Linked DNA regions of Sus scrofa: regions 1 and 2 are each linked to region 3. A link is a contact called in public HiChIP or PLAC-seq data. All regions are on one chromosome and are shown on one strand. The core of a region is the stretch at or near the end of the contact, and the rest is flanking DNA. Distances in the headings are between cores, read along the strand shown. Region 1 holds the start of TMEM95 (transmembrane protein 95). Region 2 holds the start of NEURL4 (neuralized-like protein 4). Region 3 holds the start of TNFSF13 (TNF superfamily member 13).

What was found. HiChIP or PLAC-seq counts read pairs in DNA pulled down with a chosen protein or histone mark.
Region 1: an H3K27ac HiChIP or PLAC-seq map of alveolar macrophages shows a contact between it and region 3. The contact joins the promoter of TMEM95 here to the promoter of TNFSF13 in region 3. A contact is called at or near these places in 1 of 5 promoter capture datasets (fetal skeletal muscle), 11 of 47 Hi-C or Micro-C datasets (blood, embryonic fibroblasts, epiblast stem cells and 7 more) and 2 of 2 datasets of contacts at active chromatin or transcription factors (alveolar macrophages and skeletal muscle).
Region 2: an H3K27ac HiChIP or PLAC-seq map of alveolar macrophages shows a contact between it and region 3. The contact joins the promoter of NEURL4 here to the promoter of TNFSF13 in region 3. A contact is called at or near these places in 1 of 5 promoter capture datasets (liver), 1 of 47 Hi-C or Micro-C datasets (skeletal muscle) and 2 of 2 datasets of contacts at active chromatin or transcription factors (alveolar macrophages and skeletal muscle).

What each region holds. Positions count from the first base shown.
Region 1 is chr12:52,699,282-52,702,918 of Sscrofa11.1, forward strand. It overlaps TMEM95 (transmembrane protein 95), which reads left to right and starts at 1,838. Exons shown (of 5, transcript XM_021067820.1): 1 at 1,838-2,138; 2 at 2,380-2,436; 3 at 2,587-2,667; 4 at 2,767-2,787; 5 at 2,925-3,637. The coding sequence starts at 1,970. The coding sequence ends at 3,211. It overlaps KCTD11 (BTB/POZ domain-containing protein KCTD11), which reads left to right. Exons shown (of 1, transcript XM_003358250.5): 1 at 1-1,684. The coding sequence ends at 368.
Region 2 is chr12:52,678,860-52,682,124 of Sscrofa11.1, forward strand. NEURL4 (neuralized-like protein 4) reads right to left here and starts at 1,299. Exons shown (of 30, transcript XM_021067813.1): 1 at 1,036-1,299; 2 at 1-139. The coding sequence starts at 1,299.
Region 3 is chr12:52,852,465-52,855,771 of Sscrofa11.1, forward strand. It overlaps TNFSF13 (TNF superfamily member 13), which reads left to right and starts at 1,779. Exons shown (of 6, transcript NM_001112690.1): 1 at 1,779-2,288; 2 at 2,613-2,697; 3 at 2,838-2,885; 4 at 3,017-3,135. The coding sequence starts at 2,034. It overlaps TNFSF12 (TNF superfamily member 12), which reads left to right. Exons shown (of 7, transcript NM_001112691.1): 7 at 174-863. The coding sequence ends at 425.

The DNA of each region.
Region 1 (3,637 bases), core at 588-3,087, 150 kb before region 3:
ACTATGAGCTGAGCTCTGTCCAGGTGGACACCTTCCGGGCCAACCTCTTCTGCACCGACCCCGAGTGTCTGGGTGCCATGCGGGCCCGATTTGGTGTGGCCAATGACGACAGGGCGGAGGGAGGCCCACACTTTCGTCTGGAGTGGGCCCCCCGCCCCTCGGAACTCCCGGAAGTGGAGTACCAGAGACTGGGGCTGCAGCCCCTGTGGACTGGGGGGCCAGGAGAGCCACGGGAGGTGGTGGGCACCCCGAGCTTCCTGGAGGAGGTGCTGCGGGTGGCCCTGGAGCACGGCTTCCGTCTCGACTCCGTCTTCCCTGACCCCGAAGATCTGCTCAACTCCCGATCTCTGCGCTTCGTTCGGCACTAAGAACTGAACTGGGAACGCTGCCCTCCGTTTGACCGGGGCGGGGGGGAAGGGGAAAAAGAAGGGGGTGCCAAAAGGGATGAAGGCTCTCCTGAGGCCTCTTCCTGGCTCTGCTTGGGGAGCTGTGAGAGTCAGGAGTCCCACTGCACCTGACTGGAGCCCAGATATGGGCAGCAATCCCCAAACCAGAGCCCACAAGACCAGAGGGTCTGGACTGATGCTAATCCTGGGAGGGGTAGGGAAGCTTCCCTTGGCTGTTTCTCCTCTGAGCCTGGGGACCTCCAGTGTTTCCTTGCTTGGAGCTCGGTATTCAGGGTCTGGAAAGGTGGAGACACTTCTCTTGCAGGGCTGGGCTTATCAGACCTGTGGAGGGACCCTCAGGGTTTGGGGAAAGAGGGTCTTTGGATTGCTTTAATGTGGTCTCCTAGACTGTGACTTCTCCTGGAGCTGGTGGCCTGGCCTGGCCTGGCCTGACCAAGGAGAGGCCAGGACACTCCGACACACGGGAAGGGAGATCCTTTGCCATGTCCCAAGCCACCACTGAGGGAGACAGAAAGGCTACGCCCCACCCTAGGTGGCCACAAGGGAGCTAGGAGAATCCCCATTAACTGTGGGGCTGGAGCATCCTTCCCATCTTAAAAGACCCCATATTGATGGTGGGGCTGCCCAGGGGGGAGGCGGGAGCACGTTCTTGGGTCCTGGCCTGTCTTCCTTCGCTTCAGGCATGTGTACGTGCCTGCCAGCCAGTGGGTCAGATGATGTGTGGGGCCCTCACCTCCTGGCTCCCATCTGTGTTGCTGGAGATGGTGTCTGTGTGCTGGTCTTTCTGCGGGCTCTTCATGTGCAGGCTTGTTCGGGGTTGCCTGGCAACTGTTCTGGCACCAGGTGTGCCAGCACCATGGGTGGAAGCAGACTGAGAATTAGTTTAATCACAGGTGTGCGTGCACACATGTGTCTCACATCACCACGTCGGCAGGAGGAGCCTGCCGGGCCTTGAGTCACTAGGCTCTGCTGCTGAGAAGTGAGAGAAGTCACTGGGGCTCAGCCGGGCCTTGGAGCCCTGTATAGAACTCTCGGTTGCTAGGGCAACCATGAGCCTGTTGCTAGGAGATAGCTGGGGAAGGCCCAAGGCTGTCCAGGGCAGAGAGATGAACAGAGGAGTTTGAGAGAGTGGGGGAGGCTATGGAAAAGGATGGGATTTCTGGGTCCCTGGGGGATGGGATACTCACAAACGACTTCTTCACTGGGGGAGTCGCTTGCTATTTATCACTGGTCACGATTTACAAGAAGACAAATAAAATTGCTTTTAGAACCGCGAACTTGTAAAGGCTGCTGAGGGCCAGGTTGGGGGTACAGCAGAAGCCCTGCTTTCTCTGCCCATCTCCTACTAGAGGTATCTTCTGGTGCCCAGTTCCTTGGGCCCCAGGTTTACCCCCGCCAGGGATGGAGCAGTGGCATTGTTCTGGGATGCTCCAGAACTTCCAACTGTCCCGGAACACTCTAGAACCTCCAGGCAAAGGGCTGTAACCAGGGTCACAGAGCATTCCAAGGCCTTCCCAGCCTAGGTGAGGCCAGCACCCCTCCGGTTCTCCTCCTTGGGCCCCATGTGGATGCTGGTACTGGGTGGGATTTTCCTGGCGGCTGCCGAGGCCTGCATCTTCTGCCGCCTCCCAGATCACGGCTTGTCCGGCCGCCTGCATCAGCTTTGCAGCCAGATGGAGGCCCAGTGGAAGGACTGTGAGGCTTCCTGGAACTTTCCGGCCTTTGCCTTAGGTAAGATCAGACATCCAGGGACGGGTCCAGCAATAGTCACCCCTGTGCCCCAAGGGGGGCAGCACCCAGCTGGCTTCCCAGCTGTGCCACAGCTACCTCCTCCTCCGTCCACAGCCTTTTCTGGACGCACTGGCCACTCCCCCTGGGAGAGCTTCCTGGGACTCTGGGAAAAAGTCAGGAAGGGCCCCAGAAGTTTCTTCTGGGCTGCTGAGCGAATCCCCCGTCCCTCTCATCTCCACAGATGACACGTCCATGAACAAAGTCACGGAGAAGACCCACAGAGTCCTGAGGGTTGTGGGTGAGGTCAAGGGAGAAGGCTCAACCTAGGGACCTGGATTGGCCCCGGAGGAGGGGGCTGGGGAGGCAGGTGGAGACTGTGATGGGGAGACGCTGGGGGAACCGCTCCTGCGGAGGCCCTGGGCACTATAGCTGCTCCCTGCCTCCCCAGAGATCAAAGGGTCTCTCTCCCCACTCCCTGCATATTGGCGGTGGCTTCAAAAGACCAAGCTTCCGGAGTACAACAGGGAAGGTACAGATGCAGGGAGGGATCGAGGGGTGCCTAGGAACCCGGGCAAAGGAGTGTGTGGCTGAGTTTATCGACCCCCACTCTCCTTGCCTCTCATTTCAGCTCTCTGCGCTCCCGCCTGTCGTGAGTAGGAAGGGGAAGGGGTAGCTCCGGCAAGGGGCCTGCGGCGGGGGGGCCCCAAAGGAGGGAGGAAGTGTGGGACTCTGGAAGGGTGGAGCCCAGGCCTCCCCACCCAGCGCTGGTCCCGCTGTCTCCTGCAGGGGGCAGCACCACCCTGTACAACTGCTCCACTTGCGAGGGCTTCGAGGTGCACTGCTGGCCCCGAAAGCGCTGCTTCCCAGGTCCTTACTCCCACCCCTGGCAGCACCCCACCCTGATCTCTGAGCTCTTGGGCTCCCCCAGCTTCAATGCATGTGGTCCCCAGGATCATGCACTGCCTCCCGGGTTCCCTGCAGGAAGTCACGATCTTTGGGAAGCCAGGATTCTGCTCCTCTCTGTCTCGGGAACCGTCCTGCTTCTGGGGTTTCTGAGCCTCTCAGTGGAGTGAGTTGGGGGATAAGGGTCAGAAAGAGCCTCATCGCCTCCAACCCATCCCTTTTGCTCCCCCCCCATCCTTCCTCCCCGCCCCCGGCCCTCCCCTTCCCTTCCCAGGGCTCCCACACTCTCATCTCTCAGGTACAGACACTTCCAAGCAAAAAGTGAGCTGTGAAGACGAGGACAGACCCTAGCCTCTGGTTCTAAGGCACATGTGCCCACAGAGTCCACTTGTCTCGTGGGGAAGAAACATCTAGCCCCTTAGTTCCAGCCCCAGCGGTTCAGTCTTCCAGACCCTGATACCCGGACGTTCCCAAGATCCCAGCTTCAGATGGCCTCCAGGGACCCAGGCACCCACAGCTGGAGAGTGCCTCGCCTCCAGCCCTCAACCAATCGCACAGGGGCAGTGCCCGTGCCAGGAAAATATCTACAGAAGGAA
Region 2 (3,265 bases), core at 49-2,548, 170 kb before region 3:
AACGTCCATCCCTCAGCACCGAGCAGCCTGACACTACCCACGAGCCCCCCTTCAGCCCCGTGGCGCTGCTTGGGAAGTCCAGCACACTGGGGTCCAGTGCCGTCACCCCAATCTCAATGGAGCCACTCCAGGAGTTGACCTGTGATGGGGTGGTGGACAGAGGCTCAGGATGGGCCAGGAATGGGTGTCTCCCACCACTAGGAAACCACACTTCACAGACCACTGTGCCCCCCTCCACCTCTCAGCCAAGCTAACCGGCTTTTCTCTCTTAGGACAACAGGCATCACCACCCAGAGATCCAGTCCCACAAATAATTTTCTGGACTCTGGTCTCAGGGGACTGTTCAACCCACTGTCCCCTAGCAACTCTGCTCTGTCCTCTAGGACATCATGCCTTTCCCCACCATGCCAGCTAAATACCCTGGCTCCCGCCTGCTGCTCCCTCTAACTTCCCTGGTCTCTGTGGCCTCTCAACTACCAAATCATAGCTCTCCATGCCCACACTCCTTGCTCTCGTGTATAACGCTCTCCCTCCCGACCTAATTCTCTCCGAGGCTCTGGTTGCACTCAAATTCCCTCTCTTCCCAAATCTGCCTCTGTGCGCCTGGCCCTTCACCACATCAGACACATGCACACACACCTCCTTCTCCCTGAGTGTCCTCAACCATCTTTCTGGCCCAATTGGTGAGTCTGTCCTTCAGTGGATGTTCTTTCCTTGCTACCTACATCTCTGACATCTCTCCCTCCTCCGTCTCCCACAAATTTTTCAGGAGGTCTGTTCCCTAGTTGCTATAGTGAGGGGGGCCCGTGTCCCTTCCCTGCTCCAGGATCTTGAGGGAATTCAAGCTTTCCTTGTCTGCTTCTCCTTGAGACATGATTCTGCTTCATGCTCCCTTCCTGCCATCACCTGGTGTCCTGCCCGTCGGTTCCCTCTCGGTACCCGGCGATGTGGGCTACCAAGACTGCCCTCCCTCATCTCCCTCTGGTCCCCTCCCATCACCCTCCATATCTCGGTTCCGCGGCCCCTGCTCCGCACCTTGCGGTCGATGCGGACCGTGAAGACGCGTCCATCGCGCAAGGGTTCCCGGCTCAACACCAGCCCGTGGTTAAACTCCTGGCCCGGCTGCTGCCGCCGCGCTGTACGCCCACAGGCCGACAGGCTCACCAAGCGCCCGGTGCGCGGGTGCAGCTCCCCGGCAGACCCCGGTCCTGAGCCGCTCCCGCCGGGGCCCCCACCCCCACCCGGCCCCGGCCCGGGGCCTCCCCCAGAGCCCCCACTCCCACCCGACCCCGCCGCCATCGCCGCTGACACCGGGGCCGCGCGACAGCCGCGCTTGGCGGCACCGTGGCAACCGCTGTGCACAGACACCCTGAGGGAATAGGACCGGGGGCTGGGGCCAGATATGCTTTACGGCACTGCCGGGCAATGAAGCATCCCGGGCTGGGGAACTAAGGACTACCACGGTGGGAGCAGAAAGGACGACGGGGTCGGGCAGGTTTGCTTTACGGCACGGGCGAGGTGACGGAGTCGCTCCGAGACGGGTGAAGACCGGCAGGGGGCTTTGCGACAGTGGGAGAAACGACTGCCCCAGGCAACTTTACGACGGGGGGGTGGAGCCCAAACACGTTCAGCTTTGCGACAGCGGCACCGACGACCCCGCCTTCGTCGAGGCAGCCAACACCTTGAAGTATTCGTTTTATGGCCAGAGGAGGTGTCTTTCCTTCACGCCGTAGCTACGAAGTTGTGTGACCCGGGGCTGAGGAATCAGACCAGGGCAACCAGTGGCTTTATAATAAAAAATCTCTTGCTATCCACGCCCTGAGACCGGATGTGTCTCCCGACAGTGTCGCGGTTCCTCCGCTTTGTATCACAACTCTTGTGAGCGGCAGAGCGGGCCGGCTTTTGAGGGATAAAAGGCTCGCAGGTGTTTCTAGTCGAACCCATCTTGAACGCAGTCCAACTAAACTTAGATTTTATTTTTTTGCTCTTTAGGGCCGGCACCTGAGGCATATGGAAGTTCCCGGACTAGGCTCCGGGTCCAATCAGAGCTGCAGCTGCCGCCCTGCACCACAACCACAGCAGCAGGGGATCGGAGCCGCCTCTGTGACCTACACCACAGCTCATGGCAATGCCGGACCCTTAGCCCACTGAGCGAGGCCAGGGATCGAACGGGTGTCCTCATGGATCCTAGGCCGGTTTCATTTCCTCTGTGCCACAAGGGGAACTCCCAAACTTAGATTTCTTTTTTTTTTTTTTTTTTTAATCCAGGAGTAGAGTCCAAAGGAATCCCGGCAGGCAGTTTAAAGCAGTGGCCCTGACGGTTCCTGAAGACCCTCCCCACCAAAGCTATTTAAGCCCCCAGCTCAACTCTCCCAAAGCTCAAGCTAAGGTTGGAGGGCTGTGACATCACAATTAGGTTTCTCGCCCCATGACCAGGACCCCTGGCTATGATTGGTTAATTCGGATGAGGGCGGTGATGAGGGAGAAGGGCGGGAACAAATCCCGGAGACAAAGAAAGGTTTTAGGGTGGAACAGAAAGGGAGGGGCACGTAGCGAAGCTCTCAGCCTGAGGTCCCGAGATAGTTTTGACTCCGCCCCCCGCAGCTCCCAGGCGCGCGGGGGGGAGGGGCCTGGGCCCCGCCCAAGGGGCCCGCTCCCGCCGCGGTGGGGGCGGGGCTAGGGGCGGGGCTATGTGGAGCAGGGAGGCGGGGCGGGGTGGCTGAGGGTGGCCCCCTAGTGGGGCCATGGAGAAGCAGGAATCTCTGGGGGCTGCTGGCAGCCTCAAGGGAGCATCCCCTGGAGGGGCAACCAGGGACGCGCTAGGAGGCATCGGAGGAGTCGAAGGAGGCGCCGGGCTGCCCCCCGGAGTAATCATGGTTCACGGTTCTGGGCCCCCCGCGCATCCTGGGGGGACAGCAGTCCTCGACTCCGGGCTCCACCAGCACCCTGGGGAGGTCGCGGGCCACAGCCATGGGTCGGGTACACACCCTGGCGGGTTTAGTCCCCCCTTTCCTGGAACCAGTGTATCGGGGACATCCAACCTGGGGTCGGGGGGACCTGGGATGTACAACTCAGGATCCATTCCGCGCCCTGGGTCAACTTGCACGCACCCCGACAAACCCTGTGAGGACCGGCCCCGAAGCATCCTAAAAAACAGCAGCTCCATCATGATGCACAAATCCCCCAGGGCAGAGAGGTAAGGAGCCAGGGAGGAAGAGATTCCAGACACTAGAGCAGGCGGAGTCTGCAGAGAGAAGGGGCGGAG
Region 3 (3,307 bases), core at 529-3,028:
TGGCTCCGCGGGTGAAGCAGGAACAGGGAGAAGGGTTGCTGGGGGGGGTGGGGGGGGCAAGTTAAAAGTGGGGAAGGGGGAGGTTTGTGCTGGGAAGGATGCCGGGCCTCTTGGGAAACCTGAGACAGGGTCAAGGGCAAGCAGAGGCCTGGACTCCGCCCCCGCCCCCCCAGGTGCACTTTGATGAGGGGAAGGCCGTCTACCTGAAGCTGGACTTGCTGGTGGACGACACGCTGGCCCTGCGCTGCCTGGAGGAGTTCTCGGCCACGGCGGCGAGTTCCCTCGGGCCCCAGCTCCGTCTCTGCCAGGTGTCTGGGCTATTGCCCCTGCGGCCGGGGTCCTCCCTGCGGATCCGCACCCTCCCCTGGGCCCACCTCAAGGCTGCCCCCTTCCTCACCTACTTTGGACTCTTCCAAGTTCACTGAGGGGCCCCGGGCTCCCCAGCAGCCGCCCCACCCCGGGCTGCTCCTCCCCAGACCTGCCTCTCCCTCCGTGTAGGCTTCCCCGGGCTGGGCTCGCTCACGTGATGTCACCCAGAGAGTCCCATCGGTCCTGACAACTCCCCCCACCTCTGGCTCTCCCCCCTCACTGGCTCCCAAACCCCCATGTAGCTCCTGGCCGCAGCCCCCAGGACACTGCACTCTGGGTGACATGGGTCCCGAACAGCCGTCTTCAGGCACTAGGAAGGGCCGGAGGCCAGAGAGCCCGGGCCGGGAAGAGGCTGGGAGTTTCCGAATGTCAGAGGGAAGAGCCCGAGACGAGCCCCTCCCCTGATCATTCCCTGTGGATTTTTAAAACAGATATTATTTTTATTATTATTGTGACAAAATGTTGAGAAGTGGAGATTAAAGAGATTAAGCCACGGCCGCTCTTTTTATTGGGGCTGAGGGCGCACCCTCGGGTTAGCCGAGGGCCATGGGAAGGGGGTCCGGGCGGGGGCGGGAGGGGAGCTGGGCACAGGGCACCTCGAATTCTGGGGCGACCCCCAGGCTTGGGAGTGGGGACCTCCGTGCCTCCAAGCCCGAGGCGGGAGCAGAGGAGGCAGAGAGGCGAAAGGCAAAGTGCCAGGAAAAAAATCAGTCCTCTGCCCAAGGTCCAGCAGAGGCAGCCTCATTTACCTAGGAGGCGGGCTTCCTCCCGCGGGGAATCCCTGCGCGCAGGGCCCTTCCTCTTGGCAGCTTCGGACGTGCAGCAGGTGCTGGCACAAGCCCTGGCTGGGACGTGGGGCTCGCTCGAGCAGGCCCGCGCGGGGGCTCGGGGTCGGTCAGCGGGCCGCCGGGGGCCCAGGAATCCGGGAAGCTGCACCCCTGCGTCCAGGGGAGGAATTGTCCAGCAGCAGGGTGCTTGGGGCCAGCTCGTTCTCTCTTTGTCCAGAGCCTTATGTAAGAGCATTTCTCGGGAAACAGGAAGTCCTGCTTGCCAAGTTCAGCACAGGGAGTAGCGCAGGCCTTATTCCAACACACCCGGCCTGGCCTTAACCCCAGAACGCAGCCGGTTGCTTCTTGCTTCCGCGACCCTGGTTTTCCTCCTCACTGACCCCCTCCCCTCCTTTCCCACCTGCCGTCCCTCTTAGCAACCGCCCCGGAGATCTCGCCTGGGCCCTGGCCAGAGGGTCTTCCACGCTCACCCCCTGACCTCCACGCTGCCCAGCTTGCCCCTCCGTTCTGGCTCCTGGCACCATGCCCCACCGCCAACCAACCTTCCCTCCCCCACTTCTGGGGCCGCCCCGGGGTTCCTACGCTCTGGCCGCTCCTCCTGGGTGTCACTGGCAGCCCCGTGCTTCCTAGAGAAACTGACACTAAATTCTCCTGAGGCTGGCGGAGGGTCTCGGGACAACACTGGCCCCGCAGCAGGGTGCCAGGAGCACCAACAGTGCCCTGAGCTTGCTTTCTGCCTCCGTCCTTTTCATTCTCAAGTTCCTTTTTATTTCTCCCTTGCGTAACGCCCTTCTTCCCTTCTGCACCCCCACCCTCCCGGTCACCTCCTTGCCACCCCACTCCTGAGCCCACAGCTGTTGGCAGGGTCCCCAGCTCATGCCAGCCTCATCTCCTTCCTTGCCAGCCCCTAAAGGGCCCCTGGGAGACATGGCCCCCATCCGAGAGCCGGCTCGCTCCGTTGCCCTCTGGTTGAGTTGGGGGGCGGCTCTGGGGGCTGTGGCTTGTGCCATGGTTCTGCTGACCCAACAAACAGAGCTGCAAACCCTAAGGAGAGAGGTGACCCGGCTGCAGAGGACCGGAGGGCCCTCCGAGAAGGGGGAAGGGGATCCATGGCAGAACCTCTGGGAGCAGGTGAGTGAGGGGAGAAGGGAGAAGGGCCGCTGGGAGAGAAGGATGGCTGGCAGGGTGGTCTCCGGGCCTCTTGCAACGTTTGCAATGGGTGTGAGAGAGGGTCCCGGGTTTGGAGGTCAAGGGGACAACCGTTCCAGGAAAGGAAATTGTTAAAGATTAATGCTTCTCGTACCTAACAGATCCTGGAGGACAGCCAGCACCAAGACTCAGGTTGCTGGGGAAAGGTGCAGGAGAGATGGGAGGCCTTCCTGGGCCAGGGGGAGGGCCGGGGGAAAGGCTTTCCGGGACCCCGGCATCTTGGCCTAACCCCGACCCTCTCTGCAGGAACAGAGCCCTGGCGGCGCGGAAGCCTGGGAGAACGGGGAGAGATCCCGGAGAAGGAGAGCCGTGCTCACCCGTAAACAGAAGAGTGAGCCTCTGGGGTGCAGCAGGGGTGGGAGGTGATCAAGCGGCAAGGCGACCCCGAGCCAGCGTGAGGGTGGAGGACTGACAGCCGGGCATCGGGGGGCGGAGGTGGGCACTGCTCAGATCTCCTCCTTCTCTCCTCAGAGAAGCGCTCAGTTCTGCATCTCGTTCCCACTAACATCACCTCCAAGGGTGAGCAGTTTTCAGTAATGGTTTGGGGGGACGGGCGAGATCTAGGAACTGTGGGGCTGGTACCTGGGCCCACGACGAGAAGATGGCTGCGTGCGCCCCCAAATTCTGACTGCCACACTCCTCGCCTCCAGAGGACTCGGATGTGACAGAACTCATGTGGCAACCAGCTCTCAAGCGTGGGAGAGGTCTGGAGGCCCAAGGATACTTTGTTCGAGTCTGGGATGCTGGAGTTTATCTGCTGTACAGCCAGGTAACCCCAAACATACCCTGAGCCCCCCCAAGGGCCTGGAGTGGTGTTCCCCGGGAGTCTTGTCGTGCCCCAGGACTGGGGGGTCCCAACCGCCATTCACACCAAACTTAGGGGGCCCTTCTTCATTCCTCAGCTGCCTTGTCGGGGCTCCTGAGGCCGCCCGGAACTGAGC